Regions from separate parts of the Mus musculus genome. Here region 2 is linked to region 1. Evidence: chromatin contacts called from public promoter capture Hi-C data. All regions are on one chromosome and are shown on one strand. The core of a region is the stretch at or near the end of the contact, and the rest is flanking DNA. Distances in the headings are between cores, read along the strand shown. Region 1 has its middle 16 kb from the start of Gm23649. Region 2 overlaps Lclat1 (lysocardiolipin acyltransferase 1).

The links. Promoter capture Hi-C pulls out the DNA fragments that hold promoters and counts their contacts.
Region 2: a contact with region 1 is called in a promoter capture Hi-C map of the HPC-7 cell line, with 3 times the contacts expected there. The contact joins two enhancer-like sites. A contact is called at or near these places in 4 of 39 promoter capture datasets (the C10 cell line, the HPC-7 cell line and stem cell-derived epiblast-like cells), 1 of 15 datasets of contacts at CTCF or cohesin (the NIH/3T3 cell line), 6 of 484 Hi-C or Micro-C datasets (the HL-1 cell line, the HPC-7 cell line, embryonic stem cells and 2 more), 1 of 115 datasets of contacts at active chromatin or transcription factors (the HPC-7 cell line) and 1 of 9 other capture datasets (liver).

What each region holds. Positions count from the first base shown.
Region 1 is chr17:73,000,837-73,006,974 of GRCm38.p6, reverse strand. No RefSeq gene overlaps it. Among named protein-coding and RNA genes, the nearest start is that of Gm23649, 16 kb to the right of the region's middle. Within about 2 kb of position 1,719, at least 47 of the 459 cell types and tissues checked have an H3K27ac peak or open chromatin away from gene starts, as enhancers often do. A contact at or near this core is called in the HPC-7 cell line, where this site is marked.
Region 2 is chr17:73,193,966-73,200,484 of GRCm38.p6, reverse strand. It overlaps Lclat1 (lysocardiolipin acyltransferase 1), which reads right to left. Exons shown (of 6, transcript NM_001177967.1): 5 at 3,690-3,806. It also overlaps the pseudogene Gm25406. Among named protein-coding and RNA genes, the nearest start is that of E330032C10Rik, 54 kb to the left of the region's middle. Within about 2 kb of position 3,179, at least 17 of the 459 cell types and tissues checked have an H3K27ac peak or open chromatin away from gene starts, as enhancers often do. A contact at or near this core is called in the HPC-7 cell line, where this site is marked.

The DNA.
Region 1 (6,138 bases), core at 470-2,969:
TATTTTTAAATATTTCCTGCAACAGGGATTGGCTCAAAGGGGTTACCGAAGGGAATGATCCCAGGACTATAAGCCAGGTATGGCTCCAGCCAGCATCCCCAGACCCATAAAATCATTCCACAGAGGAGTGGGGAGATAAAGGTCTAGGTTCAAGTCCAGCTCCGAGCTTTTCATACTCAAATGTTCCTTGACTTGGTGTGTCATATCTTGTTTTCTTCTCTAACCAAGTAGGCCTGCTACTAACACCAGTGAGAGGAGACAGGAACCTAGTGGTACTCTGTTATAGGGTCCTGGGAGACAGCTCCCACAAGGCTCCCACAACCTCAGCCTTCGATCTGGATGCTCCAGCATCACATCCGGCGTGCTCACTCCCGAACCTCACATGGTGGAGTCATGAACCACAAAGATGAAGTTTCCTTGGATGGTCTGGAGTCTTCTGCTCTCAGCTTGGGGATTCAAAGTTTCTGGGGGGTTGGATCAAAGTCTGTGTCAGGTGCTGTGGGAGGGTGACACATTCTTTTCCTTCTCTGCCCTCTTTAATTAGCTCAGAGCAATATCTTCTGCAGGTTCTTATCAGTGCTTCCTGATAAGGTAATTAATGGGTTTCTTGTCTCCCCTGAGCATCCTGGGGCCCTAGAGGGCTGTGCTCAAAAAGAAGGTGCTAATTAGTTCCTGTGTGATTATCTGGTGAAAGTAACAGAGCCAGGTCTGCAAATCCAGGTGGAGCCTTCGTCCTCCCCGGGGGCAAGTCTCTGTTCTTTTTGCTTGGTGCCAGGTCTGCCCACAAAGTTCGGCCCCTCCACACCGGCCTGTCTCCTACCAGGTGGCAGCCTAAGACAGAGCGCAGCCTTGAGCCCTCAAGGTAATCACTGGGAAGCTCCTAGGAGTGTCCTGGAATCAGAGCTAGATTGCAAGTAGCGTTTTTTTGTTTTTGTTTTTTCCTCAAGCCTGCCCCTCCCCCCCTTTAAACAGTCAGGCACTACATGGGGGCCAGAAGTTGGTCTTTGCACTGAGTTCTGCCACCATGTGTGCTATGAGACCTTGAATAATGCGTTGACTCTTTGACTCAGTTTCTTTAGCTATCAATAAAGTGAGGGCTGGTCTATTCTCAGGGATGGTAAGTATGTGGTTTGGATGGCTCTGAGGATTTATTTGGTCACTGTTTTCTACTTTGTTGTCGATAGTGAAGCTTTGTTCAACTTCTATGGAAAGTGTTAGGTTGCAGACCCTCTGGCTGCCCTGCCTCCCAGAAATCAGGACACCTCTCCTTCATTCTCTCTCCCTGGGCAAAGGGGTGATAAACAAAGCTGTTGTGGCCTTATGGTCTTCGTCTCTTGCAGCTTCTGATAACCCACAGCCACCCTCATGCCCAACCCTAAAATAAAAGTGAATCTTAAATTCACTTTTATTCAATGCCTTCCTGCCTTGAGACACGAGTGGTATGAAATTTCCCCTCATGACACCCCAGACATCTATAAGAATTAGAGACTCCCTTTGTGGTCTAGAATTGAAGGCCTCTTCCCTTCAGGGCTCTCTGCCCACTGTCTGTGATGGCCATTTCTCTTCATGAAGTCCCTTTGCAGACCTGAAGCCTTGTTCTTCCACTTCAGGGCCTCGTCATGCTGCCGATGCTATAACTTATCCGAGAAAGCCTCCCTCTGAAGGGCCGTTCATCTCAGCTTCCTGCTCAGTGAGCCAGTCATCTGAGTTATAACAGGAAGCTGAGGAGGTTTGACTGTGATCAGCCTCAGTGTTGACTGATGCGGCTGTGGCATGTCCTGTCAGTGGGTATGACTGGCATTCGGTGCAGGTCATTCTTGCTGTGCTTTACGGGGTGTGTGGGGTCTCGAGACAGCAGTCACCCACTAAACGGTGACACACATAGACATTCCCCTTTCTGTGGAACATAAATCTCAAGTCTCCCATTGGATTCTTGGGATTAAAACCAGTGACAGATGATAAAAAGAACAATTGTAATGCACTGTGGAAAAATTGCAGTACTGTAACTTCTGAGCTTCCAGGTCATACAATAAGGGTTACTGAACACAAGCACTGTGGTAATTCGACATTAGATGTCATAACTGATTTCTAGACTCATAGTAAGTGACTGATAGGTAGGTGGTATATACAGGGTGGATATGCCAGACAAAGGGACAAGTCTTACATTACTCGAGATAAGGACGGAGGAAGCTTCTTGCCATGCTACACTGAAGGCTACAGAATGTAAAACTTATCTTTATTTCTTTTTTCCTAGACGTTCCCATGGAGCTCAGGTAACTGAGACCTCAAAAGGCAAAACTCTAGACAAGAGGTACAGCTACACTCCACAAATCCCCAAATAGCTCCTGGGAGAACCATGGAACCGGTTAACAGACAACATCATTTTGACGGCAAATAACACAAACTATGCTTGAAGTGGTTTAACTAAAAAAAAAAAAAAAAAGAAAGAAAGAAAGAAAGAAAGGAAGGAAGGAAGGAAGGAAGAAAGAAAGAAAGAAAGAAAGAAAGAAAGAAAGAAAAAAAGAAAGAAAGAAAGAAAGAAAGAAAGAAAGGCATTCCCATTTCATAGAGAAGCCGCAGGGGAGACCAGAGCTTCTTTCTCCCTTCAGTGGACTCTACAGTAGGGAAGGATTTCCTGCGTGCTCTCCGTTTGCTCCCCCTTCTGTTTTCTTTTCTTTTCTTTTCTTTTCTTTTCTTTTCTTTTCTTTTTTATTAGATATTTTCTTCATTTACATTTCAAATGCTATACCAAAAGTCCCCTATACCCTCCCCCTGCCCTGCTCTCCTTCCCACCCACTCCCACTTCTTGGCCCTGGTGTTCCGCTCTACTGGGGCATATAAAGTTTGCTAGACCAAGGGGCCTCTCTTTCCAATGATGGCCGACTAAGCCATCTTCTGATACATATGCAGCTAGAGACACAAGCTTCAGGGGGGTACTGATTAGTTCATAATGTTGTTCCACCTATAGGGTTGCAGACCCCTTCAGCTCCTTGGGTACTTTCTCTAGCTTCTCCATTGGGGGCCTATGTTCCATCCTATAGCTGACTGTGAGCATCCACTTCTGTTTTCTGAGGAATGATGAGAGAAAAGCACCAAAGCTCTTCCTAGGACCCATGAAAGTGAGTGGGGCATCCAAAGTTCTTTTCTTTAGTTCGGATAGATTAGTGTGGACAGAAGTACAGCCAACTGATGTGCCTGCCTGGAACTTAGGATCTAGACATGTCACACCTTTGTGTTTAAGGGTCTGTCAGAAGCTTGCTCATGGTAGCAGACTTGGAAGTGAATGGTACTGGAGGGGCCAGGGTGAAGTAGAAACTCCTAGTGTCCTTAGAAAGTCAGTTGTGTCAAATGGTCTTTTGCTGGGGCAAACACATGAAAGAGTGTTGTCCTGAAGTGGACACAAGTGAAGCGATGTTTTGCTGAAGCAGACACAGGTGAAAGGATATTTCCCTGAAGCAGACATGTGAAGAAAATGTTTCGCTAAAGCAGACACAGGTAAAAGGATGTTTTGCTAAAGCAGGTCACATACTAGGAAGACTGAAAAAAGACTCTTCACTAAGGACACGTGAATATTGGTTCACCTTACACTATGTTGTTGGGTTCTGTTTGTCATGACCCCACAGAGAGAAATGCACCGAAGAACTCGGGAGGCTCCTGAGGCTTCTTGCCTCAGACTTGGGCTGATTGGCAGGGTGAGGTCAGCTGAGAAAGACTCACACAAAGTTCTACTAAGACAGACTCACATACTGAGAGACAAGTCATGTGGTAAGACAAGACTCATAAAGGACATGTGATGCTTAGAGAGAGTATAAATCGGACCCAACAGACAGTGATAATGGCTTACTTGCTTACATACCTAGCTTTACAATACTACTTAGACTCGCGTCTTCACTGATCTTCACTTCGTTGAGAGAGGCACAGCAGAGAACTTCTCTTGGCATGGTCCTGGTTACTTCTGACTCGTGCCAATTCAGCTGAGACCTGACTGTTTCTGCTGCCGATTGTTTGCTATCTTGACATTACTAAACTAGACTGCTAAGACATCCACGACATATTTATGAGTAAATGCTAGCAAATCCTATAAGCTACTAAACTGGACTGCTGATATATTTGTGAAGTATTTTTAAGTGGATGGAGCTGCCACAGCTAAAACCTATAAACTAAACTGCTGATATCCTGACAGCGCAGATGGGATTTACTCCCCAAAACCCATTTCTAAACAGGTCCACTTCCCCCGTATCCTAATAACCTTTCTCTTCCACTACCTCAGGTGGGTAGTTCACTAAAAAAGAGATTAAAACATTTAAAAACTACTATTAAAATTAAGGTTAAAAAATGTAAGTTACATAAGACTTTCCCAATAAAGAGCCCAGTGTGGCAGCAGGCAGTAGGGGCTATACGAACATCCCACAGGATTCTTCTGATATGAGCTGAATTGACCTCTGCCAGCTTCAGTTTCTGCATGGGGCACTTGTTACTCAGCCTTTACAATGATTATGAAAAGTGGTCTAGTCTCTTTTCAATCAATATATAACTTAACCCAGTATATTAATATAATATATTAACCCAAGTTGGTTTCTGTTGCTTGATGCCCAAATTTTCACTAAGACAGCTGGAGCAGTGCCTGGAGGTAAATCTAGAGGACAAATGAGCTGCTCCCCAGTCTCAGGACAACTGGGATCAGAAGCCACCATAAACTCAAAATGTCCCCACAATGATGACTGGGACTATTAATCTTGTTTGTCAACCTCATCAGGTACTTAGAATCACCATGGAAACCAGTCTTTGGACATGTCAAGATTAGACTGAGGTGGAAAGACTCATCCTAAATGTGGGTGGTGCTGTTTCATAGATTGGGGTCTAGGGCTGAGAATAACAAAATGAGAAAGTAAGCTGTATGAAAGCAATCATTGCCCCTTGCTTCTTGACTTCAGATGCAATGTGACCTGAGGCCTCAAGATCAAGCCACGGGATCCCCGGCTCCCTGATGCGCACACACCATCGTGAACTGTAGCCTTAAGCTTGGAGCCAAAATAAACCCTTCCTTCCTCATACTGCTACTTCAGGTATCTTACTGTAGCAACCAGACACGGAGTCAACAGAGTGACTACAGCAGCGACCTTGTGGAAGGTCTAACTCCTTTCCACAGGGCAGCCTCACTAACAGGACAGGCTTCTTTGCTGAGTTTGGTTCCTGGCACCCCTTCCATGACTTCTCTCTTTTCTAAGCTCAGTCTTGAGGGAAGATGGGATGTGTACCGTACCTGGATCTTCCCCTCTTCTCTGATCTCTTAACACATGGTTTAAGAAGGGTAGAAGGGTCTGCTTTTTGCTGAGGTTTGGTCTTTCTGCTCACCGTAATGCCAAGTGCAGGCCCCCAAGATGAGAGAGTCTGCATGCAGACCCAAGTGACACTATGTGACCTTGCCCCCAAGTTATTTCTGATTGGTAAATAAAGATGCTGACAGCTGGGCAGAAGAGACATAGGTAGGTTTAGAAGGGGTCAGAGGAGAACCACGGAGGGAGGAGGGAGAGGAGGAGAAGGAGGAGGAGGAGGGGAAGAAGGGGAAGAAGAAGAAGGAGGAGGAGGAGAAGGGGAAGGAAAAGGGGAAGAGGAAGAAGAAGAGGAGGAGGAGGAGAAGGAGAAGGAGAAAAAGAAGAAGAAGAAAAAGAAGAAGAAGAAGAAGAAGAAGAAGAAGAAGAAGAAGAAGAAGAAGAAGAAGAAGAAGAAGAAGAAGAAGACGACAGTGAATGGGTTAGGTGGGCCATGAAAGCGTCCCCTGATGGGCAGGCCAACTGGAGTTAACAGCAGTCCAGATGAAACATATTTAGTAATAACTCGGGGTTATCCATAGGAAAAATAGCTTCTAATAGCTTAGAGAGTAGATACCTGCCCAGCCTTGGTGTTGATTAAAGCTTATTATAAATAATAAAAGTTGTATGTCTTTTATCTGGGAACTAAATGCTCCAAGGTGGGGTAGAAACCCTGGATCATGATTAAAAATGTTTATCACAGCTTTTGGCCCTGGAGCCTGGGGGAGGAAGGAGTCCTCTACAGTGGAGATGACTATAACATCCTCCCCTCTTCCTCTGTACCAGGAAACAACCAAAGGTAAAAAGCCTAAATGGAGGCCAGAAT
Region 2 (6,519 bases), core at 1,930-4,429, 190 kb before region 1:
CAAACAGATTAACTGTAAGCAGGTAGGCATGAATCAGGCCAAGTTCAAGAAGCTAAAGGACTTTCACAATGTTGCTGAAGCCAAGCTACCTATGAATATACTGCTGTTGCTTACAGTTTTGTCATAGCCAAGGAGAGCTACAGTGACCTCTACAAGAGGGCCAGACACAGGTACCACATATGCATAAAATCTATCGTTATGTCGGCAGTTCTCTTCATGATCAAACTGACCGTTGTTCCAGCGTGCTGGTCCTGACTACCTGCTGAGAGTTTACTTTCTCTTTAGTGGTTAGCTCAGTGACACCCAGATTCATGGAAAGGCTATGTCCTTCATTTCTTCTTAAGCAGAATTTATGCATATGAACTACATATTATAAACAGAAATTTGGACTGGTCTTAATTTTTAAAAAATACTGATTTCAAATCTAAATAATAATAGCTGGGCCAATTTGTATGATGATTCAATCTATTAATAGACTAACATTATGGCTACCTGAGGTATCACATTTTAAAATAACATTTTGCTTGCAAGGTGGCTACTTGAGCCACACTGGCCCTTTCTTGTACCTTCTCAGCCATGAATGTTTGTTATTCTGCCTATCCAGCTCAGTCTCAGACCACAGGACTCTCTTACATGAACACTTGGTACTATTTAGCAAAATTTCTGCATACTGTATGTCATAAAACTTAACACTTAACATGCATGTTAATGTAGACAGTTTTCAATGTGTATTATTCTTATCTCTAACCATTAAGACAATAAACTTCTTGAAGATAATCATATTTCAAATTGGATCATACTCTGAAACAAATGTTTTTTATCTCTTACTCTGGGTAGTCTAGCCTAATTTCAACTTGTTTCAATAAGACTCAGTGCTTTCAAATGTGCACACCTGTGCCTCCTCCTGGTGAAAATAATTATTACAATAGCCATCATCTATAATAAAACTTTACCAGACATTATGATGAATAGTGTTTGCAGACAGTGATTTCAAGGCTGAAGATAACATTATACATTTTATTATAACATATAGTTAAAAAGGAATTTCTTTCCCCTAAGTTGGTAACTAGTTTTGAGACTGGATTATTTCCATTTTTAAACACACACATACACACACACACACACACACACACACACACACACACATACACACACACTCATACCCCCACACACACTCGCATAATGGAAGTTTCTGTGGTTTCTGTGATTAGACGCCTGTATGACTTGCTGGTAACAAGGACCTATGAGTATAATATATAAAGTTTTGAAAAGCATGCTAGGAAAATAGCTTGTACTTACCACTTTCTGGCATATTTTAAGAGTCAACACAACTAATGCTGATTCATTTGCAGGGCGATTCCACATCCCCCAAAAAGAAAGACTCTAGCAGAATGATAAACCATGTACACAGATGGTACAACGGAAGGCACTCAGGGCAAACCCTGTGGTTACTGTTGCAAACAACCCTACTTACATAGTTAGCGTCACATTGCCAAGTATTCTCAGCCCTGGTAAACCGAGTCTAAAGAAAAACATGGGCTCCTTTCCTTGTTCTCTCTCCGCTCTAGCTAAATAATGCTTGCTCTCTGATTTCTGAGTTCGAGGCCAGCCTGGTCTACAAAGTGAGTTCCAGGAGAGCCAGGACTACACAGAGAAACCCTGTCTCAAAAATAAATAGATAGATAGATAGATAGATAGATAGATAGATAGATAGATAGATAGATAGATAGATAGATAGAGCTTGCTCTCGCTTTATCCTTAACTCCTGATGTTCTAAGTCACGTTTGCCTGCCCACACTTCCTAGCAACAGACAGCAGCCACACTGAGCTCCGCTGCAAGTGAGAATCATGAAAGCGGTGCTTTAGGTTGATTATTTTAATGTGTGGCTCCTGGGGGTCCATTGAAATACTGCTGAAATGTGGTTATAATGGTCATTTGTTATACCAGCAAGCTTTCTTTTCACAGGGTACTGTAAAAGCAGATCTTCAAGGCTTAAAGATCAGAAAGCTGAGCTGGGCCTCCTTGAGTCTTACATTCCTTTCCTAAAAGAATGCTGTGTGCCAGGCAGTGGTGGCGCATGCCTTTGATCTCAGTACTCGGGAGGCAGGTTTCTGAGTTCGAGGCCAGCCTGGTCTACAGAGTGAGTTCCAGGACAGCCAGGGCTATACAGAGAAACCCTGTCTCAAAAAAAAAAAAAAATGCTGTGGACTCAGTGGCCTCTTAGACCCTCTTTACTGTGACCCTTGGTGCAGATCTCACTTCTGCCAAAAGACCAAATCTGTCCTCAACACTGTAGTGTGCCTCCTCAGTCCACGCCTGCTCCTGCTGTCACCTTGCAGCATCCCACACCTACCTGAGACCATTACCCTTCCATTATCCTTTGCCTGCCTTTCTTTTCAATCCTCTCTTAAAACCACGCAGCTCACTCCTGCTAAGGTGTCTTTGTGGCTTGGAGACTAACTCCTATTATACTATAAATGAGAGCATATGCTACTCAGTCTCACACTATCCAGCAACTGATGACTTTCTTCCTCTTGCTGTCTGCCCTTGCTCTGTGTGATACTTGAGAACTGCTCTGCAGGCTTCTAAAGAGGAAGTAAACTTTACACTACAAACAGTGCAATGCCCCACACTTGTAAAAACTCAATGTTAGTGGCTGTTGTTACTACTTTAACAAGCATCAACATGTTTTTTCTTTTCACTATAGTATATAGGTTTCTAGTCCACAATTCTAAATGAAATAAGCAGAATTATCATCTGTCTTTCTCCTTTTTAAATGATAAACTGGCTGTGGGGAGTCAGTCACCAGTTCTGGCAGGGAACAATTAATTACTACTTGTGGCTCCTGACTAGTGTTCTGAGTATCAACTAGGCAATATACACTTCAAGTGTGCAACAAAGTTAACCAGGTTGCTAGTAGATATTTTCTAGATGGGTAGTCAACTATAAAACAATCTCCATTATCTTGTCTGTACTTAGGATAATTGTGTGAGTAAAAGTCATTTTCTATTAACTAAGAAATACAGTAATGTGCTAGCTTCCCAGTTAAAGAAATGACTAAATGCATGAAATGGAAACCATACTGTGGACTGAGAAGAGTAAGTCTAAGTTAGAGAGAGGAGAGACAGAAGTGAGAACACAGGCACTACCTGAATGCCTTCGTGCCATTCTGCACAGATACAGAGACAAAGACTTCCACCTTTACAAGCTTCTACAAGCTGATGGCAGAGGTGTGCAGTAGGCATTGGCAACGCAAAAGTCAAGACCACAGACCACATCTTAGTAGTTATAATCACAGAATTTCAAAAATAACCCAAACTGACCATAGACAGGTTTGGTCTTACCATCCCAATGTGATTCTAGGCTGGTAGCAAATATTTCTTCAAAATCACGGTACTTCGATGTAAAAGGCTCCATTTTAGCAAATTATAGTTTGTATCTTAAAACACATCAGACTCAAAGAACAGTGATGCCATTTAAGGAAAGACACTTTCTCTTACTTGAGGTTTCAAGGCCTTTCATGTTAGGCACAGGCAATTTTATGACATGAAACATTTAGAAGAGGAAGGTGACTATTTGTCACAGGTCATTGGATTCATATGGCTCACTACACGTCAGATATACATACACAGCTCAGCGATTTGTGTCACATTTATTTCAAACCACACATTTTAAGATCAGAACTTACCTTCTCTTAGGCGGTCCACCACAAAGGTAAAGCCAGTGGTTCTTGGGTGTAAAACATACTCATATTTCTGAAGTCCGTTCTTCTCAGCAAAATCATTACTCCTAGCCTTATTATTTTCTAGACAAAAAGAATAGACTGTTAGGAGCCATAAGGTAAAAGCTAAGGAAAAACATTAAGCACTTCTTGTACAAAAATAACACTTATGACCAGGTATGATGGTGACACCTTCAATCACAGAATTCGGGAGGCAGAGACAGGCAGATTTACAGGAGTTCATGACCAGCTTAGTGTACACAGTGAATTCCAGGCTAGCCACTACACTGTGAGACCCTGCATATGCCCAGAAGGCACTTTTCTGTTGTTACACAGTATACAAAGACAACGCAAACATTCTGAGTATGTGTATGAGTGCTTTGCCTGCATGTCTGTGTGACAGTGTGCAGTGTCCAAGGAGGCCAGAAGAGGGCATCAGATCCTCTGGAACTGGAGTTACAGATTTAGGCCCCAAATCAGGTCCTCTACAAGAATATCAAATGCTCTTAACCACTGGGCCATTTATCCAGCCCACAATGCAAACATTTGAGATAATCCCTTACAAATATCTGAAGTTGGCTGGGTGGGGGGGTGGGTAGGTAGGTAGGTAGGTAGGTAGGTATATAGGTTGATAGAGACAGATGTAAATTTACGTTATGAATAAGCCTTAATATCCTTAAATTTATATCCCAACTTTAAAATTACTTAGGTGGCTTAAAAAAAACTGATATGAAATGAAAATTGAGATATAAAAACAAAAAACTAATTAGCTAAAGTTTTCACTAAAGACCATCTTTATGTGAGGTGGGGATGTTCAATGTCACTTGTCTGCCACGTGCAAGGCCCCTTAGGTTCAATCCCAAGCAGCACTAAGAATCATAAAATCCTGACATAAGAACAATTTAAACGTAAAAGACTAATAACATGAAAAATTAACAAAATACAAAATCTAAACACCCTGAAGAAATAACTAGCAATCAAATCAACATTTTTTTTAATCCAATAATTTGGGCTTTGAAAGCAAAATAAAATACCTGCCTTGCTCAAGCACAGAGTGGCTAATATTACCCAGACCACTGCACAGCAAAATAGACACATGATTAGCACATCATGTACACACATCTGAACATGATTTGGCTGAATATAGTTACAGAGACAAGTATATGTTCCAATTGTTGGCAATAACTTCTTTTTCCATTCCATGAGGTCACTTTACAAATTCCAAGAAGAACCAAACTCGTTACTCAGCAAATACAACTGGAAAATAAAGTGTTCAAAAATTTGGCCTTGACTAGTAGAGATCATGAAATATCTTCTGATGACAGCAAATGTTAGGACATGTAATTCTCAGCTCTGTTTGGAAATTTACAGACTAGTACAAAAAAATTTATCTATATAAACACAACTTTCCTAGGAGTAAATTTAAGATCAGTGAGTTCTCTAGCCCTCCAGCAACCACAGATGTATCCCACAACACAATATCCAGTAGATAATCTTACAGAAGGGGCTGTGTCATTTCTATCAGAGGCACTGAGTCAAATGCCCACAGCTCTCCCAACAATACAAGGAGAGACCTTGGACATGGAAATCAGTAAGCTATTCTGCATCTGCTGTGAATGTCCTGGGCACGAGCAGACTAGTGGCAGCATTTCTGTTGCAACTAGCTGCAGACCTTAAAGGGGACAAGGAGCCCAGAGACATCGGAGAGATGCGACCTCTCATCAGCTTGTTGTCAGGATCAGTGACTCTGAGGGTTTTCACGTGAAAATCAAGTCTGATGTAGATGTGGAGACAAATATACACAACGCTAAAATGTACGGTTTGGGACACACTATGGGACAAATCAGTGTGGTGATGTTCCGCCCCTCACTTCACCCACCCCTTCCCAGACCATCATTATTAGTAACTGCACTGGCATCCCATTTTCCAACCACAGCCTCCTGTCAGCTCATTCCCTGCAGCCTCCCACTCCTTCCACCCACACCCATGGGACCGCTGGCCACTCTGAGCTTCTCAAGCCAACTGGGCATGTTGCAACCTCAGCTTGTGCAGCTGCTCCTCAGCTACCCACGCCTTCTGCTGCAGATGAAGTCTTCTACCTCATACACACAGTTCCTACTTACCCGAAACTTCAGAGAGGCTGGTCCTGACCACCTTAGAGGCTAGCACCCTGCTTCCTTCTTTTACTGTCTTCCCATCCTGCCTTATCTTTTCCCCTTTAAAAAATTTTTAGCTTTTTATTGGCTCTTTATGAATTTCACATCATGGACCCCAATCCCATTCATCTCCCCCTTCCCTCGTGCCCACCTTCCATGCTTGCAATACGACCCCCAGATAAAACTCTTGTGGAAGCTGTGTGTCACAGTATGTCCCACAGTATTTCCTTTTGTCCACACTTCTTGCAAATGTTCCTTGCAATGAGTCGGTCTGCCACGAGGCCTCTGGCTTCTGCTACTCTATCAGTATTGGAACCTCACTGAGACTCCTCCCAGATATCCTGTTGTTGCCCTGTCTCATGGACATCCTGTAGTTTGGGATCTATAAGACCGGCCTCTTCACACACTCCAGCAGTTTATTAATGGGATAGATGTTGGGGTCCGCCAATTTAAATCCTTGGACCTTGGACCAGGCTTGCTTCTGCCCAGGGCTGTGGTCTCAGGTGGAATTCTTCTAGTCTCTGGCTTGTTCCATATCCTGGGAGCCTGATGCCAAACTGATGGTCGTCTTAGATTCACCTTTCCCAGGAAATGTTAGGTTTGTAAGTCAGAACACTCACAGCCTCTCCCCTCTCTGCCAC